Linked DNA regions of Oncorhynchus mykiss: region 1 is linked to region 2. The links are chromatin contacts, called in public Hi-C maps. All regions are on one chromosome and are shown on one strand. Each heading gives the region's core, a stretch centred on a gene start, on an enhancer-like site or on the middle of the called end of the contact. The rest is flanking DNA. Distances are from core to core; before and after follow the strand shown. Region 1 holds the start of LOC110507674 (cold-inducible RNA-binding protein B). Region 2 holds the start of LOC110507450 (transcriptional repressor p66-alpha).

Region 1 (3,864 bases), core at 1,316-3,815, 210 kb before region 2:
GTGCATAATGATGGACTCAACATTCACGATCACTCAATGTTACTACAAGGATATGTGCTCTGTTCTGTGTACAAACACCCAATTTATTTTTTTTGTATATCCTGGCTTCATGAAGCCTATTAAACAATCCGTTGAAAATGCTCTGATTTCTTGTGCCTTCAAAGAACTTAAGCCTGTTCACACTAAGCCAGCTGAATGTTATGCAATGCGAGTCTGGTAGGGAGCGATGTTGAGAAATGAAAGCATAGTCTCTGCTGGAAAGGGTATTCTGAAAGGTGGGATCTCATTTTGGAAGGGTGGCTGACTTAATACTCAGAGGATGCTAAAAGATCTAACCTGAAGCTAGTCATTGTGGGGGGCCTGGGTGTGTTGCAAGCAGAATAGAAATGAAATGTCGTGCTGGCACTGGTTCTTTTATAATGCTTCATTGCTCCCAAGAGCTCTACTATCGTTTTGGAACTCAACAAAGTCCTTGGAGAATGAAGTGTTGTGCCTACCGACACGTGAATCCGCTCTGGTGAATGCTGCTCTCTTGGCTAGTTCATAAGTGGAAATAGGCCAGTAATGTGAGGTAAAGACTTTTGCTCTCCTGTTCGCATCCCTCAAAGTTCTCATTTTGATGTCCATCTTAACTGCCTTCAACTTTACAACTACCGCTGTCACTTCCTCAGGCCCTAGCCGTTACTGTTCAGAACCCTGAGTTGCATGAGTACGTTCAGTAGCGTATCCTGTTTTTTGTGTTTTTTTAGAATTTTCACCCTGTCCCCATAGACCATTGGGACTACTAGACTCTGAAAATGACCATTGAGCTTTTGAAAATTCCATAAGTTGTCATGGCTCAAGTATCCCTAGTGTAAAACAAGACCCTCCCAGTTTTGATCTGTGAAACTACAAGTATTGTTCTCCCAGTGATTGCAAAAGATGTCTTCATCTTAAAGGTAGACTCTGCAAAATGACGTTGTCACAAGCAGAAGTGCAGACATTGATTGGGACGCAATAGACTTTACTTGGTCACACTCTGTGCACAGGTTCGCTTCACAGCGTTTTAGCCAGGGCACCAAAACAGCAAAGTTGTTGAGCCTTGCTTCAAGCGTTTAGTAGTTGTGGAAATTGGCCCACTGCTGTTCACTTTCTGCATCTACGTCATATTGCTGAGTCTACCTCAATTCTAGACAGCTATCACCTTTCTACTTTTGCTTGTCAAGTTTATCACTATGTAATTTGTTTTGTATAAACATCTTAACATTCAATCGACTTTGATAGGATTAACACTGTCTAATGCTAGAAGTTGATGCTGTTTAGCACATCTGTAGTTCATGTTGATAATGATAAACAAATGCATGTCATTGTTGCCCTCAAAAGCTGTACTCTACTAATTACAGTCTTGTTACTCGATCAGGTTAAACTAAGCGTTGGATGTGAAAGCCTGCTTTAACACGAGGTTGTGGACTTCGACGCTGACTGTTTCGTTCCAGTGCTTCCTTGGAGGTGGGTATTCTGTGTACTGAATGCCTTCGAGCTGACGTCATGGGCCTTGTTTGCGTTCCCCTTAAATGACAGTCACTGATCTGACACATTTATTGTTGAAGGCAGTGTTGTGAAACCCTGCTTTTCTGTCCTTTAGTCAGATGAGATCAGGTGTCACTCACGGAAGGGTTCATATTTACAGTATACAACCAGTGCATGTTTTAAATAGGCTTGTAATAAGGCTATGGTCCCACTCAAATACATGAACACTAAAATCGTATATGACCTACATTGTCTGTCCATCAAAGATACAAGTCAACTTTTGGCCGTGTTCAGAAGAGTTGCATCAAAGGACAGGCAGGTTTTTTTTTGCTCAATCCCAGTGTGTACGACCCTGTGGGAACGCCCTACAGAATATGCTTACACCAATCCAATGCTTTTAAGTGTGGGGAGAAGTACACACTTGGTAAGAATTGGATGCATGCTGTTGATCTGACTAACAGTAGCGTGCAACTAACTTGAGTTTACATTTCTAGCAGTGCACTGTCATTTTACTGTATTCCTTCTGACTAATTCTAACTTTATTCTTTATTCCAGGTTCACCACAGGATTGTTTGCCCTGAAACAGCTCCTTGGAAAATCGTCACCAGGAGATATCTAAGACTGAACTGGAGATGTGCTGCTGAACTGGACTTGTTGTTTAGTCAAGACCTGCCTTGGAATGGGAGTGCATATCTGAACTAGATTTTATATATCCATGACATTTACCAAACGGATTGTCATTCTGGCGTGCCAATGCAGTACCTGTATTACAAGTATACACTTTGTATTTTTTAGTGAAGTACTCAAATGAACGTCTTGGAAATTGAATGGATTAAATATTTATTTTTTTCAAATTGGTTGTCTCTTGCACATTTTATGGGACGTTCTTGTAATGTCTGTAGTACAGTACAGACTTTCCATTCAGGACTACTCATTGAATCGGTGGATGTATTGACCCAAAGATAGGCAAATGCACAGGCAGTAGTTGACCCTTCAACGTAACAAATTTACTTTGATTTAAAAAAAAATCTGAAATGCTATTCCTGAGCTGTGGAGAGTTTTCTCTGCTTAATATTCATAAGCTGGGCGTAACTGCAAGGGACCCATCAATACATATACCGGGAGGCCTCGCATCTCATTCATTCCCATCTGCTGCAGGTCGGTCGGAAGATATTCTGTTTTATCGGAGGTAAGCGATTGTAATAATCTTTTCCATAAATGTTTGTTCGTAAACGTATTTTATTTAATTCGTGACAGGCGCTACCAAGATTGTGGCAGGCTAAATGAGTGTGACATCACCCGAGGAGGAGTCTGAAGGTGGCTCAAGATGCAGCTAACTAGCGAGCAGGTAGCCAACGATAACATCATGATAGTAAATTGTGTTCGATGTCCGAATGGACAATTATATTGTGGTGTGCGGAACAGACCAACTTTCTTACATTTGTCATAATGCCGATGCCCACATTTTGCTATACAAGCGAGCGTGCTCAGAAACGTTAGTCGATGCAATGACGCAGTGATAGCTGGCTAGTCAGGGGCCATTAGCACTATCATAAATGGCGCCGTTGTGGTTGTTGGACAATGTTGAACAAAGGGAGTTTCACATCTAGGCTTGGGACATGAGGGGGCAGGGAAGACGATGTCGCTTACTGATTTGTACTAAAAACGGAACTGAATCGCACTCATCTGCTTGTGGAGCGAGGACCGCTTTTTGTTGCGAAAACGCAAATTTCATTGGCTAGGTACCGTGAACTAGCTAGCTACGGTAGCGTTATATTGGGAAAGAGAGGACGAGAAGGCAGCGCTAGCTACCGGGGGGTAGAATGGTCTTGGGCCTTTATGAGCTAAGCCCCCCCCCCCCCCCCCCCCATACGCATTTGTTCTTCACTCGCTGGCACTTGACTGGTTTTTATCAAACTTGCTAGGTTACCTTCATGTTGGTAATACAACATACTTGGCATTGGGTAAAAATACAAATCAGAATCAAGCCAAACAACTTAAAAATAATTTTGTTATTGCGTGTGTAAGTGCACCATTGCAAGAATAGAACAGAGGTTTTCATCCAATAATAACCTCCTATCCAGTGGCGTAGGCACTGCCAGGCCCACCTAATCAGATTTAGCTATAAAAAAAAAATACATATATATATATATATATATATATATACTCAGAACTCCCCCGTTGGCCCATCCACCAACGAATTCCAGCCCTGCTGCTAACAGTTCATTGCAAATAAATCATTGCATCCATAATAAACATGTTATTTCTTCCCTTCTGCAGTGGTGAAAAGGAAGGATGTCTGACGAAGGGAAGCTTTTTGTGGGTGGCCTCAGCTTTGACACTAACGAACAGTCA
Region 2 (3,792 bases), core at 707-3,206:
TGTAACCATGCCAGCCCAGGAACTTCACATCCGGGCTTCTTCACCTGCGGGATCGTCTAAAACCAGCCACCCGGACATCTGGTGAAACTGGGGAGTATTTCTGTCCGTAATAAAGCCCTTTTGTGGGGAGAAACTAATTCTGATTGGCTGGGCCTGGCTCCCAAGTGGCAACTGCCCAGTAATGTGAAATGCATAGATTAGGGACTAATTCGTTTATTCCAATTGACTGATTTCCTTATATGAACGGTAACTCAATAAAATCATTGAAATTATTGCATGTTGAGTTTATATTTTTGTTCAGTATATGTAATAAAACGTCTCATTAAAGTGTGGCTACATTTTCAGGTGCCTCCCTTATGTCAGCATCGGTTTGGACTTGATGGGCTGTAGCCAATATGCATAGCCAATATGGATATTTGGGTTAATGGCCTTGGTGCCCTAGCAGATGTTGGTGCCGTGGCAGATGGGCACCTCTTGAAGACTAAATGTCCTTGCCCCTAAAATCACGAAATTCCAGGCCTGCTATATACACTCATTGTTGAGGTGGGGGGGTATGTGTGTGGCTTTTGACCATTTCTTTGGATTCATAAGGTTTTACTAATTGTTAGAAAACAGTTTGATCCAAATGGGATGTTTACGACTATAATATTATTTATATGTATGCTATAAATTAAACTACCCAATTTGGCTCTAATCAATTTCTCAGAGATCAAATTATATTTCAACAAAATAATGTTGCAGGTATGCTAATCGTATCGGGGTTTTTTTTTACTACAGAAACGATGTCAGAACATTCTGAGATGGTGGGTGTCATGGCTTGCTGAAATGACATGGAACTACCCAAATGAGTACATTAATCATGACACAGAACCATAATAACTGCTTGCTTGCCATACTGAATGTGGCGCGCACACCGTCCACCATAAAAAAAAAGTACATATACATACACACACTTTTAATGAATGAGAGAACATTCAACTACACATCAAAATAAAAACGTGTTCACGCAATTCTGCGAGAATGCCGGCTTCTGATAACAAATATACAATTATTGAATATCCTTTGTTGTACTGTGATACAGTAAAAAAAAAAAATGAAAAAAAAAAAAAGTGAATTACAACAACAACCTGTCTCCCACCACAGTCCAACCAAATCGATGTTCCAACTCGCTAACAACATAGCTAACTAAAGCCAGGTCGTGAGATAGCGTCGCAAGTTAGCATAGCTGACACTTGATTCCTATTACGGGGAACACAATTAAAAACGTCCTGATCGTGTTTGGGTTACATTTATTCTTAAAATGTATAATATTTCGTGAATATAAACCAGTAAGTGGTGGGATTCACCAAATTCCCACTCATGACAAGCTAACGTCAGCAGGCTGGCTAGCTAACGAACTCGCTCGGACACTCGCATGTACAGACAGACAGCCACTCCGGGATTCAGTCACAAAAATAATAAAGGAATCCCATTTTTGAGAGTCGAAACCAATTTGTTGTTTTTGGACTAGTTTAATGCATGTTGTAAAGAAAATACTTGTATCCGCCTTTTAGAACATTAACCGGTACAAGTTTACATGCATTCTTTGACTTTTGAAACGGTTCGTTCTGACTTTGCAGTGGCTAGCTAATTACAGCTAGCGAGAGACACAAACCATTACCTAGGCTAGCACTCACAGCAGTTAGCCAGTTAGGTAAGGATATATATTTACGTTAACGACTGGAAATAAGTTTAACTTCGTCTGCTTAATTAAATTCAAAATCAATATTACTTTAACCCATCAATTGAAATGATATCTTAACTTACGGAGAAGAGGTGTCGCTGTAACGCTTTTCACTTGTTTTGACAGACTATTTACTCCTGTAATTCGATGAAGAAAGAAAAAAAAAAAAAAAAAAACGATCCCGGGGATCCCCTCTTCAGCCCTGCCCGCTGCCACTCCGGTTGCCAAATAATGAGCTTCTCTCTCATACATGGAACACAGCGTCACATCACTAAGCATGCGCATGTGGTCACACAAGGTGGCAACAGAGTCCGATTACATTAGTGCCACTGAGTATTTCATGTGTGTAAAACTACATTTCAAAAGTCCAGTTTTCAGTAGCCTGTCTCATCATTGCAATGCTTTGCCCCACAACCACCACAGGAATACTTTCCATCATTCTACCTACCTCACACCAGTGCTGTAATCAATTGTCAATTCACCAATAATCAATGTCTAAAATGAATTAATGTCATACACAATTTAAATGACTGTCTCTCCATGAAACTAACAGAGCATTTATTTATACAAAATTTTTTTTTTTTACAAAAAATGTACAAATCTAGTCCTATAGCTAGTCAATGGAAACGGTTAATGATGTGTAAATATTTCTCATATTGTCATGATGGCACTTGACAATTCAGTGCTTTGAATCCTCCCTAAAACAACCATGGGCAGCTCTTTAATTCACAGTCCATACAACAGTAAACAACAACAACAAACAAACACAATATTGGTACCAACGTGTAACATACCAGATGTATGAATGTACTATGTGATGTCTCCACTGTCTTTCAATGAGTCCGGACCAATCTCAATAATACTCCTGATCATGTCTTTGGGTGCATGAGGATCTTTGAACAGTATCTCAGTGCAGACATGTCAGTTATTGCGAGAGAGGGACAGGGAGAGAACAAGAGAGAGAGAGAGACTATGGAATCAGAGACAAGTAACAGAAGTGGGAACTGGGGGCTGAATAAAAGGATCGAATTTTGGGGTAAATTCCACCAATTAAACCCCTGAATATCACTATTATTGACCCATATCAATATCACAATCACACTGCAGTGATATCAATATTATCCCCCTGACTAAGTAATGCTGTGAACCTAACTCCAATCTCAAGTGAACCAAACCTAATACTGATCACCTGGGCCGATAGAAGTGTCTTCGAACTAACTAACCTTGGTGCCCTCATTAATTTAATCAGTTATGAATTCAAACATGCAAGCATATACATTGGCCAAAAGTGTGTCTTATGCCTGAACTCTCAGGTTTGATCCAAAAAAGCTAAGGGCACACAAAATCAGTGCCCTTGTCTGGCCACTGCATTCTCGAGACCAAATTTGTAGTGTGATCTCAGAAGTATTTCATAAGAATTCCAGTGGCATAGGGTTGGCATCCTCTTCTAAAGGAGTTGGTGACATTCCCTTCCTTGGATGGATCAGTGTGGGAAAACAACCTCAAGAAACAGGAGCAATTAAACCGTACCTATGCACTCTGCACAATCCATTTTAATTGGGGCCAAATGTCAAGCGATGTGTGAAGTGTCAGAAACCTGTTCTTTAGAGAAAATTGAGAAATAGTGCTTTATAGCTTCAAACCAGTACACAAAAAGAAGATGAGTCATATCAATGTCGGCACAATGTGTGACACTGGCTTAAAGCAACAAGGCACTATCAACTTAATCCCCACTGAAGTACAGGAGCAAAACAAGGAAATACCCCTCCCTGTCACGATCAACAGGACTCACTATTTGGCAGGAAGCGTCTCCTTTCAGAACTGTTTATGCTGACACTGATCACCAAACAAGCATCACGGCCCAAAAACATTTATGAACATACCTCAAATCTAACAACATATTACTTTCTAAAATGACGTACAAATTGAGAGGCTGATTCGTATAAATTGATTGCATTTTTTTGGGGTGAACAGAAATTGTTGTAAACTTGTTGAAGTGTGCAAGTCATATCAAAGGAAAGACAGCCATGACATCTGCATGGCTGACTGGTAACAAAGACTGTCATGTG

The links. A called contact is a pair of places that touch in the nucleus more often than the background predicts.
Region 1: a Hi-C map of blood shows a contact between it and region 2, with 7 times the contacts expected there. The contact joins the promoter of LOC110507674 here to the promoter of LOC110507450 in region 2. A contact is called at or near these places in 2 of 3 Hi-C or Micro-C datasets (blood and liver).

The regions. Positions count from the first base shown.
Region 1 is chr1:21,361,491-21,365,354 of USDA_OmykA_1.1, reverse strand. It overlaps LOC110507674 (cold-inducible RNA-binding protein B), which reads left to right and starts at 2,565. Exons shown (of 8, transcript XR_005040927.1): 1 at 2,565-2,698; 2 at 3,790-3,864. It overlaps cirbp (cold inducible RNA binding protein), which reads left to right. Exons shown (of 7, transcript NM_001165119.1): 7 at 1-134.
Region 2 is chr1:21,146,276-21,150,067 of USDA_OmykA_1.1, reverse strand. It overlaps LOC110507450 (transcriptional repressor p66-alpha), which reads right to left and starts at 1,956. Exons shown (of 11, transcript XM_036968626.1): 1 at 1,807-1,956.